2 separate regions of the Rattus norvegicus genome follow, and region 1 is linked to region 2. The links are chromatin contacts, called in public HiChIP or PLAC-seq maps. All regions are on one chromosome and are shown on one strand. The core of a region is the stretch at or near the end of the contact, and the rest is flanking DNA. Distances in the headings are between cores, read along the strand shown.

Region 1 (4,402 bases), core at 350-2,849, 160 kb before region 2:
AGCTGTCAGCTGTCAATCACTTGACCTAAATACAACAGTCACTGGGGGAATGGGGGGGAAGGGGTAGTCCGAGCATGCTCAGTGATGGAGATGACATCACTTAATCAATGCTGGAGACGGGAAGGCTGCATCAGCAGCCTGGAGCGGGATGCCAGGAACGTATCAGTGGGGACCTAAAGGCTCGCATTAACTCAGTCCCTCTCCACGCGGCTCGAATACAAAGAGGGCACCATGGGCCACACACTCTAGGGAGAGCAGGCTAAGAAAGGGGGAGCGGACGAGACTAGTTTATTTCCGTTGGTCCTTGTAGTCCCTTAAGAACTACAAGGGAGTATTCCCTCCGCTTTCCAGCAGCCAGATTGAGAGAGCTAAGTAGGAGAAAGCAATGTGAGAGGAAAGGTGGGGTAGGGTGATCAAAAAGAAGACCCTGGATTCGCTTAAGTAACTTCTGCTCTTGACACAGAGGGGTTGTTTAGGAACTCCCTCTCTTAGCAGAGGAGAATCTTCTCTCCATCTTAAATGAGGCATATGAGGCTATCGGCAGACACTAGGGAGAAAGGATCTGGTGGGGGGCTGGGGAGAATCCAACAGAGAAAGCACAAATCCAGGACAATTGGGGTGATAGGAAGCAAGAAACATGAGACCTCCCAAAGACACCCAGAGCACACCTCTCACCTTCCACAAGGGAGCAAGGTGAAACCACCTATGCAAAACCCAGGAGATTTTGTTTTTCTTGCACCTTTCCTCCCTACCTTTTTGACTAAGGTCTTGAGACAAATCGAACCCTGGAATGCCTGGATGTATCTTGCAAAGTTGTAAAGCTTACACTTTGACCAAGGCCTGGGCATCCCTACTTGCTGGCAAGCAGAAACACTGCCCACGCGGCGGCGAGAGTGGGAACAATAGGCCCACCCGAGCCCCCCACCCGCGAACAATGGCGGACCTCGCACTCCCCCGCCGCCCCGCGCCACCACCGCCATGGGGGGAGTCACCAACCAAGGGCTCTCGTACGGTTCACCCGCGAGCCCAGCCCCGCTGGGATGTCCGAGGTAGCGTCCGGAATATCTCCACTCAAGCAATGGTGCAAAGCCGGAGGAGGGGCAAGACACCAAGGCCACTTACCCCGATCACCACCGTCTCCTCGCCTTTGAATTTGGGGATGAATTTGTCCCCGCGGAGGATCTCAGCTTCGTTGAGGGGCCGGAACCGGCACATCACTTTGATGCTGCATTCGGCTGGATCCGCCATCTCGGGCCGCGGCAGGAGGGGACACAGGGATGGGATAGGGGGTCCGGCTGGGCAGCTCCACCAAAGAGGCCGCGAGCCAACCGCTGCCGGCTGCTAGGCCGCCTCCCGCAGCTTCTCAGCAGGTCATCGCAAGCCTGCGCCGGACGCCCAGCAGCTCTGCCGCCGGGAAGGAGAGCAGCTGGGCCGCCCTGCTGCTGACCTCCAGCCCGGTCCTGCGCCCTGGTCCACCTGCCCGCGACCAAGCGGCGGGCGGACTAGGCGATGCTTAGGGAGCAATCCCAGCCCGGCTCAGACCTCCCGGGCTCCGGCGCGCTCAGCCATCCTGCATCAGCACCACCTCGCTCCGGCACCTCCAGGCCCGCCCCTCTGCCCCGCCTCGGTACGGTGACGTCACTGCAGAGATCCGCCTCGCCCTGGGTGTGAGCGCGGCGCATCCCGGGACTTGTAGTCAGCCACTCTACCTGCAGGTGGGAGGAGGGCAAGGCTTTAGTTAGCTAGTGAGGACTGATGTGTTTCCACAAACCAAGAACAGAATCGGAGTCATAGTTAAACTCTATAAAAAACCAACTCACATCTTTTCCTGAAAGAAAAAATATTTATCAACACAGTGTACAACTGAACAGCCACAGAGCGTTCCCCCATGCTGTAGAGTTTTTGCAAGAGTTCTAAGGAAAGCAAGAAGGAAATGAGTTTTCCATGGACGCCAGTTATAATGGAAATGCTTGAACATACGTAATTGATAACAGTTCATATCCGATCAAAACCAAGGATTTTATCACTGCAAAACCAAGTGAGAAAACAAATCAACATGCCCGCGTATTTAGCATGCCACTTTAGAGCCTGAGGGTTGAAGTCAGGAACGTCTCAGCGTCACATGGCGGTTCATGCTTGGAATCCCAGCATTCAGAAGGCAACTTGGGACAAAAAACAAACAAACAAAAAAACAAACCTCAAAAACCAAAAGCAAGAAAAGAGGAAAAAGAAAGCAAGACCTCTCAGTTACAACTAATCATAGTTCAGTTTCTAATTATGTTTAGAATCCTGCAGAAACTAACAGATTGTATAGAAGATCAAATCCAAGACAGGCCCAGGCCCTCATAGTCACTATTCTCTCTACTCATTTAGGCTCCCTCTTCTCCTATAACACCCTTGATATTTACGATCTAACAGGTAACAAACTTCTTGTCAACTCTTCCATCCCACTCGTCCTGCTTTGTTTCTACCATTTTTGCTCTGCCCAACTGGCCCATTCCCACCCAACAGTGAAGAGGCATCTTGGTGGCCCAATGACAGTTGACAAGAACATGACCAAAGCCACCGACACAAATGGAGAACTTAGCAGAATACAGCTTGTTTTTGCTAATTTATTCAAGAATCGACTAAACAGCCAACCCAGAGAAAAGGCAGGCACTGGGACTGCCTTCCAGACCATGGTTCCTGAACTGACCTTGTTCTTACTCAAGACGCATTCCCACCTATCAGCAAACTAAGTGCCAACAGCTTGTGGACGTCGTTCTCCAATTGAGATGAGGATGTATGGGTTTTCAAGGTCGGAATTTGAAACCTACCGTGGTAGGTCTATGAATTGCCTGGGATTAGCCTAGCATCGACCTCTAGCACAATGGCCTAGAGTCAAAAGCTTTGTAACTCTACGAAGGAACCTCATGGTACGAAAGATCCTGAAAGGAAACTGATGTATTCCTAGGTCTCGCAAGAATGCTTTGGCCGAAGCTGGCGCCCATCGGACTTTGTCAACACTAACTTTTGAATCCTAAGACTCTTTCTACAGAAGGATTTCCCAGATGATCTGCAGCTGACTGTCCTTACTTACTGCCCCAGTGTCCTGTCCGTATCACTACAGGTAGAGAGTGAATACCCCGGTGCCTTTGTTCTGTCTGAATAGGAGTGCAGAGTAGGAAAGCCCACTGAGTGGGGAACTCGGCTGAACATGAGTCCTTCCTCCATCGCTGTGGCAGGATGCTTACTTTCCTTCAGACCCTGTCTCCTATTCTCTGGCATTAGAATAGCAATATCTCCTAGCAGAATTTTTTTTAATCAAATTAAGAGCAATATTACTTGTAATGCATTTAGTATGGTGTAAAGCATTTAGTATAATATTTTATATAATATGCATATTATATATAATATGTCAAATCTTAGGTAGTGTTATTCTTCCTGGGCACTGAATAAATGATTGTAAATAAGGACTTCTTTAATTTTAGAAATAAATCTATTACGTACATCTCTACTTGTACCCAGGAATACAAGTTTCCTGCCTACCCGAGAAGACAGAGCCGCTGAAGTGAACATTCTGAGCCATTGTAAACAATAACCAATCTGACGTTCTCTCCTCAGCACAGCTAACGTAGCTGGGAGGAAATCTCTGGTGCTGCCTTCTCATCTGTGCCGCACTGAGCAAGTCTCTTGTTCTTTGGACCTACGTCAAAACTTGGTTTGAGAGATACTGAGGTGTTTAAGGGGTGGGTTGGTTATTAGAAGAGGTTAATACCTTTTTCACAGGAGCAAGCCCTTGCTCTCATGATACTAGATTAGTTACCATGGGAGTGTTTGTTACTAACCACATTCAACCTCCTCTGCTCTCTTTCTTGATCTCTCTTTCATTCACTGTGCGGTCTTTCCCACAGATACTTCTTCTGGCTGTCCACCATGCGAGAAGCAGCCAATCTGCCTCGCCAAAAGTCAGGGAGATGCAATCCCAGATCTATGGGATAAATCAAACTAATTTTTACAAGTCACTGAACCTCAGATTGTTACAGCAACAGAAACAAAACTAAAATTCAGTATACCAGTGATAACAATCTTACTAATTTCTTTGTGTCCACCAGAGGATGCGCAGAACTCCATACACACTCATTTCTTTGAGAGTGTCTGAACTATGAATAACCCAGATGCACAGACATCCCCCCTCATGGTAATGGGCTCCCTCTCTACTCATTAATTCATCTCTTCAACTATCTACGACTCAAGCAAATAGCATTGTTCGTTACTTCCCAACTGCTAAGACACATAAAGTGAACCCTTACCAAGGAGGTTGTTACATGAATCCCACTTAAGAGGTCACAAGATACAGAAAATAAAGTATCCGGTGTGTCTGAGAAAATGGGCCAAGTAAGACTCAAGAAAAAATATATAA
Region 2 (4,603 bases), core at 388-2,887:
ACACGTGTCTAAAAGAAACGGCTGAGAGAAAGATGAGATCAGCAAAGACAGCATCATGCTACCAAATGCAGTTTCTAGATCACCTATAGAGAGACGTTCAGAAGGTTAACTCAAAATCAAAGGTTAAGTCAATAACCTCATAAGCAAACTTCTCAAACACAATTCAGCTCTATCTAAATCTGAGACATAAAAGCTAGGCTCTAATTTTTTTTGAAAGATTAAAAAGAAGCCCTATTTTATATTCTACTGAATATGTAATAAAACACCAAAGCGAAATGTGATTAAGTCAAAGCACCAACACAATGAGGTCAGAATTCGAGCAGCCAATCAAAGGCTTAAAGGCATTTCCTGCAATATTAATAGTCAAAAGAGAAAACCAATCACAGAAACCTCCAGCTTTCTTTTGACAGTCAGAGAAGCAAGGGAACCAATCCACATACACCCGTGGTTGACAATAAGGCGGGACTGAAGGTTCATTGAAGAAATTCTTCAGGGTGCAGTTACTATGAACTTCGCACACAAGTAACAACACTCCGGAGTCGTAAACAATGTCAAATCAGAGGAAATTCAGTCTTGGGTATAATTTAACCGCTGGGAAGAAGGAAACAGCATTTGGCAAAAATTTGAACATCTGGCCAAAAATGCAACTGTCAATGCGGACCCTCTGAGTCCTCAAGTTGTAAACAGCCATATCACATGCAACTTCCCCGGACGCTGCACGGGAAGCGCAGGCCCGGAGGCTAGTTCCAAGCACTGGGGCCCCGTCCTAACTCTGCGCAACCAAGGAGGGCCAGTCCCGCAGGCAAAGCCCGCGTACGGTTCAGGGGCTCGCTAAAGCAGAGTCCGGGCCGGAGTTCGCTGCCCGGCCGCAGGGTTGCATCGCCTATTCCCGCGGCACCTCCTCCGGCGGGCAGCGCAAACCATCACCCTCCTAGCAGGGAGATGCATGTTTTGAAAGAGCTTTACTTTTCCTACACCGTTGCAAAGGCAATTTCATGCACACACGAATTTTAAAATGTAACGAAAATATCGCCTAGTCAAAAGACCCCTCTCGACCATTTAATCCCGCTCCCGGGGAGATGTCTACAAGGTAAACAGAGGCCGTACGCCAAGTGCGGCCGGCGCATCCCTGCGCCATTCCCGGTCGCTGCTTACGGCAGGGTCCCCTTACGGCAGCGTAAGCGGCGCCGAGAGCTAATCACAACACTGGGACGCAACAACATGGCGGCCGCGGGCGGGCGCTGCGCCGGCCGACAGGTTTACGCTACTCCGCCGGCGTAGGGTCCGGAGCGCGCAGCGGCAGCGGCGCCCTCCAGCGAGCGTAGAGCGCTCTGTGAATGGCGAGGCCCGGCTGACAAAGGGGAGGGGGGAGGAGGGAAGGGGGGGTAATAAACACTCGAGTCCCTACCGATTCCTCCTCCTTCTCCATCCCGGTGGGCATCTGGGGCACGGCCCGGTTGATGGAGACGCAGTCGTTGAGATCAGGCATGTCCTTGCCGCGGTAGATGGGCAGCGGTTTGGCGGCGTCCAGCGCCCGCGCTCGGAAGGAGAGTTTACTCATTGTCTCCCCGCCTTACAGGAACAGCCCGGGCGGCGGCGGCGGGGCGGGCGGGGAGGGGGGAGCACTCCCGCCGCCTCCTCCACCTCCTTCCTCAGTGCAGCACGGCCGGCCCGCTCCTCCTCCTCCTCCGCACTGCCCCCGGCCCCAGCATGGGCGCCCACCCCGCCCAAAAACAGCCCCCCGCCGCCCGCGGCCGCTTCCACACTCTAGATCCGCCGCTCGCCCGCCCGATCCGCTCCCTGCGCCATGGCCAACATGGCGGACATTACCACAGCGGCGGCGAGCGATCCCGGCAGCCCGCGCGAGAGCGCGCCCCCGCCGCGGGGACGCGCGTCGCCCTCTCCCTCCCTCCCTCCCTCCTTCCTTTCCCTCCCCTGCCTGCCCACCCACTCTCTCCGCGGCGCGGCGCGGCTAGCCAGCCGGCGAGAGCGAGCTGAGTCCCGGTGCCCCTTGGCCGGCCGCTCGGCACGCAGGCGGGGCGGCAGGTGCCAGGTGCTTTCGGCCCCGGCTCCGGAGCAGGCGCCTGTGCCTCCGCCGCGGCCGACTGGCTCCGCGCTCGGCTCCCTCGGGAAGGCTCGGAGCACAGGATCGCCCGCCTCAGGGGGCAGGAGGCGGTCCACCCCCGGGCCACCGGCCTCCACTGGAGCCTGCCTTTAGACAGCTCTGCTCTCCCGGCTGCCTGCTAGCTGATTTCGCGCCTCGGGTTTGCGCATCCCGGGGAGGTACGATAAGTCCGCTGTGTCTGCCTACGCCGAGAGGCACAGCCCTGCTGCGTCTCGCGCTCTGAAAACTTGGGCAGTCCCAGTCCAAAAGAGCTCTCCAGAGCTCTTTTAGGCACCTGAGCGCACCCTCGCCTTCACCAGGAGGATGCTCTTGGTAGACACGAGGGCTCCTAGTTTGAGACTACTACTTGAGGAGTTGCTGGACGCAACAAGCAGACTTGCACCTGTCATCCAAACTTTCTTAATTTGATGCCATGCATTTCTTTGATTTCAAAAACATGCCGGTTCTTAAAGGTTCCACTTGAAATCTCTAATCAAAGATAAATGTGTGTAAAAACAGTGGTTACTGTGATGACTCAAAGAGTTTAATAAAGTTCGGGACTCCAGTTAGCTTGCGTGTTACTGTGTTACAACCAAACTGTTGGATAATTAATAGCAAGAATCGTAAATACTTGAAAGGGAGCCGCAAAGATGATAGTCCAAAAAATGGAAATACTTGAAGAAAACGATGCAGACACACAAGAGTGATGGGAGGTTGATTACCAAATGACATCAATGGACAGTTGCTGTGACAGGTCAAAGAAAATGAGACATTGCTTTGGTCAGAAGTGGTTGGGGAAAACTGCAAAAAGAATCAAATTGACTCAATTAAATACCAGCTACTGTTGACACAAACCTTTTTGTTGCAGTTTCTTAGTCTTTAAGCATTACGTGTTTCTAAGCAAATTCCCACATAGTGCAACAATTTTACCACTTTCTGATCCTTGGAAAACACCCTACCTAGCTCATAAAAGGGTAGATGGTTTGCTAAAGTCCAACAGTAAAACGGATTTCTTTGTCAAGTCTTAATATAGCAAAACCATCTTTCTTCGTTGTCACCCATCATTTTTCTCTATTTCCTTCTCTCCCTGCTTTTCTCTACCCTCCTCCCTCTCTCTCCCCTTTGTCTCTAGCTTTTCCTTCCTGGTTACATCTAAATAATCTAACCAGTCTGTCCAGGGACACTTTGGAACGTTATTCAGTGGCCTTGTGTTTTATGTCCACTTGTTATTGGTAACAACGCAAACAGACTGTGACCCGTTTCTTGTAAGCAACACCTTTCTCGTGCTTGTGGGCATGCCCTGTTCTGAGTGTTACCCTCTGGAGTAGTTCCAATCCTTTGTAAGGAAGAACAAAAAGTTCTCAGAATAGGGGGTGGGGATGGGGGTGCAGATCTGAAAATCAGGGGGAAACAGTGGTTGAAAATAATGAGTCATCCAGACCTTTTATTTAGATGCCCATCCCTTCTCAGGCTCAGTAAAGATAGCTTCCTTCTAGTCTCTGTGCCTAATGTTACACTCAGAAAAAGAAGTGTGAACATTGTGTGTGTGTGTGTGTGTGTGTGTGTGTGTGTGTGTGTGGTGTAGTCCCAAGTAGTTGAAGTCCACTTAATTCTTATTGCTATATACTTCTGCATAGGGAGAAACTCTGTGACTTTTGCTAAAAAGAAAACTGAGACCCAAACATATAACTTGTCAAGTTCCAGTACGAGAGGACCGCAGACCTGGATTCAAATCTGGGTCTATGCTAACTCCAAAACACTTGTTCTCCTAGTCATACAATTTATTATGCAAGCTCTCTGGTTTATTGACCATCCAGATGTTCAAAAGTTTCTGACCCAAAATCAATTAATGAAAGCCTCCAAAGCTAATTAGTGAGAAAGTCTAGCCAATGGGAAGACATCTGCTCTTTCATTTCTCTAACCCTAGTTTCTTACCTTACAGAAAGCAGGCTTCTAGTATGTTTGCTGATAGCTATGACGTTGTATCAGCTACATGAAGAACTTCAGTGCTGCTAACACCATTCTGCTGCAGGTTAGAGTTTGAGTGCCTTCCTGACCTGGCAGCAGGCTTAGCCATTGATGCTAATTTTTCTTTTCATGGCCTACTCAACTCCTCAGATTTCTACCTTTGGTGATCAGAACTTTAGAAACAATAAGAACACCTCAAAGAAACTTTTTTTTTCTAATGTAAAACTCAACCATGAGAATGGCTTTTGCGTCAGAGTTGGTTTGCTGTTGGTCTTTGTTTTGGATGGGTAACAATTTTATCTTCCAAAGTTCCCTTTTCTTTTTGCCTTGTAGGCAATGATTACAGAGCTAAGAACAAAAGAGTTTGAAGCAAATGTCACATTAGCCTTTCACCTGAGAGTCAGTCTGTATTTCCTTAGATTCTAATTCACTGCCTAAACCCAAATGCCTGTTTCACATCTGGAAAGGATTTTTTATTTGTATGAAAATACTATTTATTATAATATTTATTTCTATTTGTTGAGTCCTCTT

Evidence for each region. HiChIP or PLAC-seq counts read pairs in DNA pulled down with a chosen protein or histone mark.
Region 1: an H3K27ac HiChIP or PLAC-seq map of oligodendrocytes shows a contact between it and region 2, with 5 times the contacts expected there. The contact joins the promoter of Kif5c here to the promoter of Epc2 in region 2. A contact is called at or near these places in 3 of 12 Hi-C or Micro-C datasets (Schwann cells, frontal cortex and mammary epithelial cells) and 1 of 1 datasets of contacts at active chromatin or transcription factors (oligodendrocytes).

Annotation. Positions count from the first base shown.
Region 1 is chr3:54,438,504-54,442,905 of GRCr8, reverse strand. It overlaps Kif5c (kinesin family member 5C), which reads right to left and starts at 1,599. Exons shown (of 26, transcript NM_001107730.1): 1 at 1,123-1,599. The coding sequence starts at 1,248.
Region 2 is chr3:54,273,478-54,278,080 of GRCr8, reverse strand. It overlaps Epc2 (enhancer of polycomb homolog 2), which reads right to left and starts at 1,637. Exons shown (of 14, transcript NM_001108581.1): 1 at 1,409-1,637. The coding sequence starts at 1,561.